2 separate regions of the Mus musculus genome follow, and region 1 is linked to region 2. A link is a contact called in public ChIA-PET data. All regions are on one chromosome and are shown on one strand. The core of a region is the stretch at or near the end of the contact, and the rest is flanking DNA. Distances in the headings are between cores, read along the strand shown.

Region 1 (5,809 bases), core at 756-3,255, 150 kb after region 2:
TAAATCTGTGATGTTGATGTAGGAACAATTTAGTCCTACTTATCTAATGATAGACTTTTGAGAAATAAAGGCATTTAAGGGACTTCCTAGGGGCCCTGCACAAGCATAGTAGCTGGCTGCTGTAGAAATCCTGCTTGCTTTAGAGAGAAGAAAGCAGCTGGAGACATGGAAGATTTACTCTTCTGCTTAGAAGCTAAGACACAGCGGCAAGGCCACCGGGGTAGCTCTAACTCTGGCTAAGTGTGGGATAGCCCCCCAAGGCTGTAGGCACTAACTTAGCTCCGGAAGGCTGCAGTGCCCTCCCACAAGAGGAACTGCAGCAGAGCAGCAGAGGTGAGGACCATGCTGGGCACAGAAGGGAAGAGCTGGGGACTGGAGGTCAGGAAAGGTGACCTCTGCCCCCAGGGGCTTGGTGCCAGGCCAGCCCCCATTAAGGACAAAGTGAACCAGTAGGGCGCTGGGGTTAGATAGCCAGCACACCATCCTGGCTCCAACTTGACAAATGGGTCTGTTCAGGATTTAAGGATGCCCTGCTGAGAAAGTTCCAGAGGTCCCTCTGTCCCTGAGCCAGCTGAGTCAGGCATTTGCAGCACATACTGTAGAGCAATCCTGAGCAACCCTGCTGGTGCACTGTCAACTTCTCTGAACTGCAGTCTGCAAAGTGGGCGTGTCCGGGTTTTCTTTTTTTCTCTCCTCTCCTCTCCTCTCCTCTCCTCTCCTCTCCTCTCCTCTCCTCTCCTCTCCTCTCCTCTCCTCTCCTCTCCTCTCCTCTCCTCTCCTCTCCTCTCCTCTCCTCTCCACTTCTCTTCTTTTTTCCTTTTTCCTTTACTGGAGAAAGGAATGACTATTTGGCAAAAAGGTTGATCAGAACCTAGCACTGAGCCGGGCAGTGGTGGCGCACGCCTTTAATCCCAGCACTTGAGAGGCAAAGGCAGATGGATTTCTGAGTTCAAGGCCAGCCTGGTCTACAGAGTGAGTTCCAGGACAGCCAGGGCTACACAAAGAAACCCTGTTTCAAAACAAAAACAAAAACAAAAACAAACAAACAACCCCCCCTCCCCCAGCACTGAACCTTCCAGCCTGTGGCATGCTGAGGCCTCCTTGTTTACTAAGGAGAACCGGCCCCAGGAAGTGAGGCCCAAAGACCTCTGGGTGGAAGTTTCTTTGGTTTGGTTGAGGTCCAGGAAAGCATCCTTCCTGACTTTTGACCAGCACAGGCCACACCAAGAAGCCTGTGCGTGTTGGTGTTGGTGATGATGCTAATGATTGAGACAGGGCTTCTCTGTGTAGCCTTGGCTGTCCTGGAACTCGCTCTGTAGAGCAGTTTGGCTCCAAACTCAAACTCAGAGATCTACCTGCCTCTGTCTGCTGAGTATTGGAGTTAAGGGTGTGTGTCACCACTGCCCAGCAAAACAGGGTCTTATGTAGTCCAGGCTGACCACAAACTCTTTGTAGCCAAGGATGCCCTTGAGTTTCTGTTCTTTTCTTCATCTCTTGAGTGCTAGGGTTCGAATTTGGGCATTGGATTTGAATTCATAAATGTTAGACAAGCACACTCTACCAATGGAACTACCAAGTTGTTAATTACCTAACTAATTAATCGTGCTGGGGATGGGATCCAGGGTCACGAATGTGCTAGACAAGCATTCCACCAACAAGCTATACCCCTGGCCCTCGGAGTTAATCTTCATAATCCTTACTTCCCCCCTCCGTTTTGTGAGACAGCCTTCCTATGTGTTCCTAACTGTCCAGGAACTTGCTATGTAGGTGTGGACAGACTTGAACTTGTGGCAATCCTTCCCTTCTTGTGCCTCCCAAGTGCTGGGATTATAGACATGAGCCACTCATGTCCCACAAAAAAAATCAGCCTTAGTTACAGCTAAGGCAAGTGAAGTTCACAGAAAGGTCCTGTTCAATATCAAGTCCAGGGCTCACCCCAAGCAGCCTCTCCCACAGAGCACACGTATGGGCTGAAGGACAGCTTCAACTGTGCCCAGAAGCCTGGTGTCCCCTTTTTGATCTTTCACAAGGCTGAGCTACCAGTTCCTGTCGGTTAACCCCCCAGAGAGAGTCTGACGCAGTTTGACTAAAGGAAACCACCAGTCTTGGCACGAACTGCCCTTCCTGGCAGGCCGACTGAGGTCAGGGTGGGTGGAGCTGGGAATGGCATTTCTTATTCCTTTCCCCAGATACCCATGGACTACTGCCTGGGTATTGGGCTCACCTTGAGCCTCAGTGTCTTCGTCTGTACAATGGGGTGAAGGTTCCACTCCTCTATTGCTGGGTCCAGTTGAGAGAGTTAAAAAAACAAAAATTCTTTGAGCCAGGCAGTGGTGGTACATGCCTTTAATCTCCAGCATTCAGGAGGCAGAGGCAGGCGGATCTCTATGAGTTCAAGGTCAGCCTGGTCTATACAGAGAGTTCAGGGATACACAAGGGAAACCCTGTCTCAAAAAAACGAAACCAACCAACCAACCAACTCTCTCTCTCTCTCTCTCTCTCTCTCTCTCTCTCTCTCTCCCCCTCTCCCACACGCACACGCACACAAAACAAACAAAATAACATTCTTAGGCCAGGCGTGGTGGCACACACCTTTAATCCCAGCACTCGGGAGGCAGAGGCAGGCAGATTTCTGAGTTCGAGGCCAGCCTGGTCTAAAAAGTGAGTTCCAGGACAGCCAGGGCCATACAGAGAAACCCTGTCTTGAAAAACAAAACAAAACGTTCTTAGGATGTTTATTCTGAGGATTAAAATAAAGTAAGAGGTGTTGACTCCTCCTTCGCCCCTGAGAAACAGAGACAATAGGTCACTGTATGAAGTCATGAAACGACAAGGGGATAAGGATTCGAACCAGTCACCCAGGGTGGTAAAACCCTTATCATCAGCCCGGCATGCCTTTAATCCCATCACTTGGGAGGCAGAGGTAGGCTGATTTCTGAGTTCGAGGCCAGCCTGGTCTACAAAGTGAGTTCCAGGACAGCCAGGGCTACACAGAGAAACCCTGTCTCGAAAAATCAGAAGAAGAAGGAGGAGGAGGAGGAGGAGGAGGAGGAGGAGGAGGAGGAGGAGGAGGAGGAGGAGGAGGGGAGGAGAAGAAGGAGAAGGAGGAGGAGGAGGAGGAGGAGGAGGAGGAGGAGGAGGAGGAGGAGGAGAAGGAGAAGGAGAAGGAGAAGGAGAAGGAGAAGGAGAAGGAGAAGGAGAAGAAGAAGAAGAAGAAGAAGAAGAAGAAGAAGAAGAAGAAGAAGAAGAAGAAGAAGAAGAAGAAGAAGAAGAAGAAGAAGAAAGGCCCTTATCACCTTCCTTTACACTCCCTCCTCATCTGGCCTCGGACTCTCCAACCTTGCAACCACGGCCTCAGTATCCATCTGGATTGTCTAGAAGAAATCCACCCTCCTACCCACTCCCTGCACCCCGCTCAGCGTGGGAAGAGATGTCGCCCCCCCCAAGCTTCCCCCCACCCCTGCCCTCCCAGCTCCAGGGCCCTACTGACATCCACATATTACAGCTGGCTTGAGGGTGCAGACCCGCACCCAGCTTGGTCTCACGCACTGTTTTTGATTGGTTCCTTCTGGTGGCATAGACAAGGTGTCAACTTTAGTAGCCAATGAGAAAACGCTCAGGGAGATGTGGTTGCTACAGCAACAGAGAGCAAAATCCGGTTTCTTTCACTGGGCACAGAGCCTGCTCTTTCCAGGACCTGCCACACAGTGGTCATATGCTCTACAGTAGAAAGAATCGGGAGACCGAAGTTGGGGGATTCCTAAGACCCAAACCCTTGACAAACGCTGAGTGTGAATGAGCCTCCACGCCAAAACTGATGAGAGCAGGCTGTCTGGAGGAGGTACTCAGATTTCTAGGTCTTTCTCTTGGATCGGCTGAGGAAGATGTTGTACTCCTGGCCCCCAGGACCTGCCTGAATGGCACCTTCTGAAAATAGGATAGGTAAAGATGCTTGCCGCCAAATCTGACAAACACTCATTTCTGGAAGACCAGAGTCCTCCTACACGTTGTCCTCAGGCCTCCACGAGCAGCTTGGCAGCGGCCAGCTTCCCCTAATATATACACAACTGAATTGTTTCTCTTCCTTCCTTCCTTCCTTCCTTCCTTCCTTCCTTCCTTTCTTTCTTTCTTTCTTTCTTTCTTTCTCTTTCTTTCTCTCTCTCTCTTCCTTCTTCCTTCCTTTCTTTCTTCCTTCCTTTCCCCCTTCCTTCCTTCCTTCCTTCCTTCCTTCCTTCCTTTCTCTCTCTCTCTTTCTCTTTTTAAAGAATAAATCAGAGAAGAGCTGGAGAAATGGCTTCACAGTTAAGAACCTTTGTTCTATTTTTTTAAAGATTTATTTATTTATTTTATGTATAATGACTACACTATTGCATTCTTCAGACACACCAGAAGAGGGCATCAGATCCCACTACAGATGGTTGTGAGCCACCGTGTGGTTGCTGGAAACTGAACTCAGGACCTCTGGAAGTGCAGCCAGTGCTCTTAACCACTGAGCCATCTCTCCAGCCCCAAGAATTTTTGTTCTTACTGGAGGTGGTGGCACACTTAATCCTAGTACCTGGGAGGCATAGGTAGGTGGATCTCTGTGAGTTCAAAGTGATCTACATAGTGAGCTTGAAGACAGCCAGAACTACATAGAAAGAAAAACAAAGAAACAAACAAACCCAAACCCAAAAGACCCTACAACAAAACAATAACAACAACAAAACAAAAAACCCACTTGTTTCGAGAGACCCTGGTTTGGCGCCTGGCATCCACATGGGTAATTCAGCCACTTGCAACTCTAGTTCCAGGGTATCCAACTCTCTCTTTCGAGTTGGCATGCATGCGATGCACATAAATATGTACAGGCAAAACACTTTCATGCATAAAAATAAGTAAAATAAAAATATATTTAAGGGCTGGTGAGATGGCTCAGTGGGTAAGAGCACCCAACTGCTCTTCTGAAGGTCAGGAGTTCAAATCCCAGCAACCACATGGTGGATCACAACCATAACCATCCGTAATGAGATCTGACTCTCTCTTCTGGAGTGTCTGAGGACAGCTACAGTGTACTTACATATAATAAATAAATAAATCTTTAAAAAAAAGAGAAAAATTTAAAAATATATATATTTAAAACGGACAAAGAAACTTGGTGTGGAGCAATGGAGTGGACAGAGCCACACAGGCCAACACAAGCGGCCATCTTGCTGAACCAGCCACTTGCCAGGCAGATCAGAAATTGCCAGCCAAAACCACCCAGGGCAGGGTGGGGACAGATGCACACCAAGGCTGAACTGTGCCTCTTACACTGCTCTAAGTCCGGCCAGGAAGAGAGGACCAGGGGTCAGTAGGGCCATGGCCTTGGGCATCTTGCCCTGGCTTTACGTTCAGTCATGTCCGGTGCTAGGCAGTCATTAACCTCATCCTCTTCCCAGGACAAAGGAAGGTGACCAGGTTCATTAGCCTCAGCTCATAGATAAGGAACGTTGATTGGGGAAGACGCTCACCCTCAGGCCCAAGGCCTGGCATTTGGCTTGGCGGGGCTGTGGATGCCTGTAACTCCTTGACGTAGAGTCTTGTCAAGGGAAGCTCTATGCCTGCCCATGCTGAGGAGGCTGGGACTATGGAGCTCCATGGTCAGGGAGGTCGAGAGCCCTGTCTCTGCTGGTCTGGGGCCCCAGGAGTTCTTCCTCATCTGCTATTCCTGTAGAAGTCTGGTTCTCCCTCCCAGACCCATGCTCTCAGAAATAAGACTCAGGCTCAAAAATATATTTACAAATACCTTGGCCCTATAGCTAGGCTCTACTCTGACTAGATCATAACT
Region 2 (5,302 bases), core at 2,107-4,606:
CCTACCAGGTGATCCCAGTACTTGGGAAGCAGAGGCAGGCGGATCTGTGAATTCAAGGCTAACCTAGTCTATAGAGTAAGTTCCAGGACAGTCCTGCCTAAAAGAGCCACAAACAAATAAATAAACACTTCCCTTGAGAAGACATAGTAGCTAAGTCAACCCGATAGCACAGAGCTACTCACAAAGTTGCTTACCTAGGAATCAACTGACCACACTTAGCCTTCTTTGAGCAACTCAGCCATGTGGACAACTATACTCAGTGCTCAGGCAGCCTAGGCCTGGGACCAGTGAGGTGTCTTGGCACGGGGCCCTGCCCCTCAGCAAGGCCCACACCATTCCCAGCAGACTGTCGGCCCGTGCCTGCTGCTCCCTACTTCTGTCTCCCATGTTCTCTGCTGCCAATTACATCTCTTAGCCCCAGTTCTGCTTTGGGGATAGGGACAGGGCCAGCTCCCAGGTCTCTGCCAACTCTGACTTCTGTTTCAGATGTAGAGGCAGGCAGAGCAGAAGTTAAAATCATCCTCAGCAACACAGAAACATTTGAGGCTAGCCTGGGATGAGATATTGTCGCAAGAAATAAGATATTACGTAATAAGCAGAAACGTCTTAACATCAGGGTAGGTGAGAGGGCTCAGTGGGTAAGTGAGCTCCCAACACCAGACCTGATGACCTCAGTTCAATCCCTGGATCCACACGGTAGAACAAGAGAACAGACTCAAGACAAGTTGTCTCTGAACTATACACACACACACACACACACACACACCAAAACACCACTCCAACTAATGTCATGAAAACTTGAAAAGAAATTGATTAATGGGCTAAAAATATAGTCAATTTTGAAAATATGTTACTAATCTATTTTGCAATTAGGATCACAAACACTCTTTCAAAGTTCTATTTGTTAAAATTCCTGCAACAGCCAGGCATACACACCTGGGAGGCAGAGGCAGGTAGATCTCTGAGTTCGAGGCCAGCCTGGTCTATAGAGGGAGTTTTAGGACAGCCAGGGCTACACAGAGAGACCCTGTCTCAAAAAACAAAACAGCAGCAGTAACAACAAAATCCTCAAACCTAGAAGCTGCCGCTGAGCCTCGGTGGAGGGGACAGGCCCTTTAAGCCCTCAGGTCTTCCTCGCTTACCCTTGACTTCTGGCTGCATACAAGGATTCTTTTTTTTTTTTTTTTAAAGAATTTATTTATTATTATACATTAAATACACTGTAGCTGTCTTCAGGCGTGCCAGAAGAGGGCGTCAGGTCTCCTTATGGGTGGTTGTAAGCCACTATGTGGTTGCTAGGATTTGAACTCAGGACCTTTGGAAGAGCAGTCAATGCTCTTACCCACTGAGCCATCTCTCCAGCCCCCACAAGGATTCTTCTATGAGAGCAAGCACTGGAGGAACGGAAAGACAAGGTGGGAAGCAGGCATGTCCAGGAGCAAAAGCCTCCATCTGTTTAAAAATACCCACAGAGGCTGTGCCTGCTTATACCAGGGCAAGCCATATTCCTACACACAAAACAGGGAAAATGCAAATGTCTTGAGGGTGGAGCTCACAGACAGAGACACTCCCTGGATGTTGGAGGCCAAGGGACATGCCTAGCATGGAGGAAAGTCCTCTGAAAAGGACCTAGAAGTTTCTCAGATAGCCAAGGCTGACATGTTTCCCCCCAGTATCCAGAGCTACTCTCTGCTACAACTTTGCCACCTTTGGACAGGATATTTTATGAAGACACCCTATATTTACCACAGGAAAGAATGCTAAGTTACAACTCCGAGTACTGTGTTCCTCAGTTTTCCATTGCTGTGATACCAACCAATTTAAGAGGCTGAAAGGCTTATGTGGCTCGTGGTTTTGGAGATTTCAGTCCTCCATTCTGTGGCCTCAGTGCTGAGCAGTGGCAGCACAGCGGTGGCAGCATAGCGGTGGCAGCACAGTACGCCACACGTGATTGTGTAGCAAAGGGAAGTTTGATTTCATAGCATCCAGGAAGTGAGAGAGAGAGAGAGCCATGAAGGATACAGAATCACAAAATCCTCTCTAAGGGTGCATCCCAATGACCCACACGCCCTCTATCTAAAGCTCTCTATCCTCACAGCACCACCACAGCTAGAGGATCAAGGCTTTAAGATACAGGAATCCGGGGGACATTCCAGAGCCAAACTACAGAACACTCTGATTATTAGTTACTCCCTGCCAACAATCTAATGGACCATTCCAGAAAAAGACAGACAGACAGACAAACTCTACTTTCCTTGAAAGGATAAAAAGAGAAGGTTCACTAGAAATCTTTACAGCCACAATCTGGCCTCATGGAGCCGCAATGCTTCTAAAGACTGGGATAGCAACATCCACTTCAGAATAAAAGGCATTGTTTTTGGCAAGGATTTGCTATCTTGGAGTCATCTTCAAGTTCAGCCCTAACTCCGGCAGCCAGGCTACTTTTAGTCTGAAACCTCAGACTGCAGTGATCATGGTGAGAGAGTCAATAACAATAGCCAATAATAGCCGATAAAAAGAGGACACGGTGTTCTCACTGAGAGCCAAGGAGCACGGCCAAGGACAGTGTGTGGGAGGATTGAGTGCTATCAGCAGCAGCCTCCATAAGGAAAGTGTGAAAGGCTGTGTGTGCACATCAGGGCCAGCTACAGCTCCTCAGGCTCTGTGTGTGTGTGTGTGTGTGTGTGTGTGTGTGTGTGTGTGTGTGTGTGCACATCAGGGCTAGCTACAGCTCCTCAGGCTCTGTGTGTGTGTGTGTGTGCACATCAGGGCCAGCTACAGCTCCTCAGGCTCTGTGTGTGTGTGTGTGTGTGTGTGTGTGTGCACATCAGGGCTAGCTACAGCTCCTCAGGCTGTGTGTGTGTGTGTGTGTGTGTGTGTGTGTGTGCGCGCGCGCACGCACATCAGGGCCAGCTACAGCTCCTCACCCTGTCAACAGGGCACTCCTACTTCTGGTTCTTCCACTCACAATACTGAAGTCCTTGACGCCATCGGACAGAGCTGGAGTCCCTTCTGACAAGGATGGCTTTCCTTGCACTAAGAGGAAAGGGACTTCCTCCCCAGCCACCTGCAAGTCTCTGCTGGAGTGTGCAAGGTCTGCTTACAGCGTGGCCTCTCCTAGGGAGGCTATAAAACCTTCTGCAAGTAATCACTTGGGGTTGCACTTTTGGACGGCTGGCCCACAACTCGCTGCTGATGCAAGTATTATCAAGTTTAAGACTGCTGTTAAGACCAAATGACCTATTAGAGAGTGAATTAAAACCGATATATACAAACAGGATGCCAGGCAGTTCTGCTGAGCACCTCAATATGCAAAATGCTAAGGGACTTCCCCTCCCTGCAGAGCCTTTCCATTTTGAAAACTAGCAAGAAAAAAACACGGAGCAGGGGGCGGAGGTGGTGGAGCCAGGAGGTTGTGCTGACAGGGCTGGAAAGCTTGTGCCTGACCTCCATGCAGGCCGCACATGGTACCATTCGAGAGCTGGCATCTGAGACGGGCCGATGGCAGCTCGATCTGTTGCCAAGTTTCTTCCCCAGAAAATCCTACCTCGAGGCATGGCTATTACTGTTTTACCACAGTAAACTGTCTGGCGGCTGCTTGGCTGAGAGCCTCCTCGGCCCCTAAGCCTGTAATGCAGCTCTGAGGGTAGCTGCTGTCTCAGAGCTGACCCAGGGATGTTTCTGCAAAGAGCTGCCATGGGAAGAACCAGTGCTCATTAAGCTTTGCGACCACTCTCCTTTCTATTTCCTGTCTGGTCACCTTCCCGCAGACAGTGCTCATAACAGTACTCAACGGCCAGGAGAAGGTTCACAGGGAGGAAGTACGGGTCAGCAGAAGCAAAGCCCTACATCTTGTCTCACAGGAAGACCTAAGCAACTCTGGGGCTTTATCGAGGTTGGGCATCCAAGCCCTGACTGTTGGCTGTGTCAAAGTAACAAGTGGAGAAAAAGGGCATGGGGGATGGGGAGGCCAGTGGGGAGGGGAGAAGCACATGGGGATGGGATTCAAAAGTGAGAGCAGATCAGATGTCCTCAGGCAACAGGGTGTCTACATATGCACAAACAATAGCTGTCCAAATAATAGCTGAGCTAGGAACAACTCTTGCAAGCTAGAAGGCGGACTGCCACATGCTATCAACTCCGTTATTGTCACCTCATTAGACAAGACTGCACCCTCAGCCAGAGCTACAGGACACACACCTTCAGTACTGTCACCAGAGCTGTACACATTGTGACACCCACTTATGTCCCCATGGTCCTGCTCAGCCAGCCACCTTCCCTCTGTGAAGGCGTGGCCAGACTCAAACAAGCAAAAGGCTTTTTGGAGGAGAAAGCATTATCATGCCCAAGCATGCCTTGAGAGTTGAAAGCCATAACAATCTAAAAAACAGTCATTGAAATTCTGCTGGATTTCTAGCCAGACAGCTTTCTCCCTAGCTTTTAATTTTTGACAATAATGCTCTGCCGTGACTCTAAAATGATTTCATGGATGGAAATTTGTCCTTTTCAGAGCAATCACCACTTCACAGCACTACAGACTTCACTTGTTCTTATGCCAATTCCCTAACTCTTAGAGCAATAATCACACACAAGTACCACAAGGGTGCCTACCCACAGCGCTTTCCTTCAGTCAGGAGCCGTGTGTGTGTGTGTGTGTGTGTGTGTGTGTGTGCTGGGTATGCACTTAGGCTTGCAGGGCACACTCATATGGAGTCCAGATGTCAACACTAGGTATCTATCTCTTTATTACTTCCTGCTTTTTTTCTTGACTTATTTATTTATTTTATGCATATGAGTACACTGTCTCCAGACACACCAGAAGAGGGCATGAGATCCCATTACAGATGGTTGTGAGCCACCATGTGGGTGCTGGGAATTGAACTCAGGACCTTTGGAAAAGCAGTCAGTGCTCTTAACCGCTGAGCCACCTCTCCAGTCTCTCTGCTTTATTTTGTAAGCCTGTTCTCACTGAGCCTGGAACCTGCTGTTCTGTCTGTCCAGCCAGAGAGTGTGAGGGATCCCTCTGTCTCCTCACCCCCAGCACTGTGATTACAGGTAAACGCTGACATGCACTGGTCTATGCTGTAGACTACTGTAAACAGGTGGATCCCTGGGGCCCATAGTCAGTCAGCCTAGCAAACTGGTGAACTCTAGGTTTAGTAAAAGACCAGTTTCAAAAAAATGTTAAAATTACTTTCTGCTCTTACAATGGACCCAGTTTTGGTTCCCAGCACCCACATAGTAGCTCATAATGATCTGTAAATCTGTAACTCTAGCTCCAGGGGATCTGGCCTCCATGGGC

Evidence for each region. ChIA-PET counts read pairs in DNA pulled down with a chosen protein or histone mark.
Region 1: a contact with region 2 is called in an RNA polymerase II ChIA-PET map of memory CD8 T cells, with 20 read pairs. The contact joins two enhancer-like sites. A contact is called at or near these places in 3 of 39 promoter capture datasets (embryonic stem cells, hippocampal neurons and liver), 1 of 484 Hi-C or Micro-C datasets (uterus) and 2 of 115 datasets of contacts at active chromatin or transcription factors (embryonic stem cells and memory CD8 T cells).

Annotation. Positions count from the first base shown.
Region 1 is chr10:59,928,982-59,934,790 of GRCm38.p6, reverse strand. No RefSeq gene overlaps it. Among named protein-coding and RNA genes, the nearest start is that of Ddit4, 20 kb to the left of the region's middle. Within about 2 kb of position 2,005, at least 136 of the 459 cell types and tissues checked have an H3K27ac peak or open chromatin away from gene starts, as enhancers often do. A contact at or near this core is called in memory CD8 T cells, where this site is marked.
Region 2 is chr10:60,079,310-60,084,611 of GRCm38.p6, reverse strand. All of the region lies in intron 9 of Ascc1 (activating signal cointegrator 1 complex subunit 1), which reads right to left. Among named protein-coding and RNA genes, the nearest start is that of Spock2, 24 kb to the left of the region's middle. Within about 2 kb of position 3,356, at least 166 of the 459 cell types and tissues checked have an H3K27ac peak or open chromatin away from gene starts, as enhancers often do. A contact at or near this core is called in memory CD8 T cells, where this site is marked.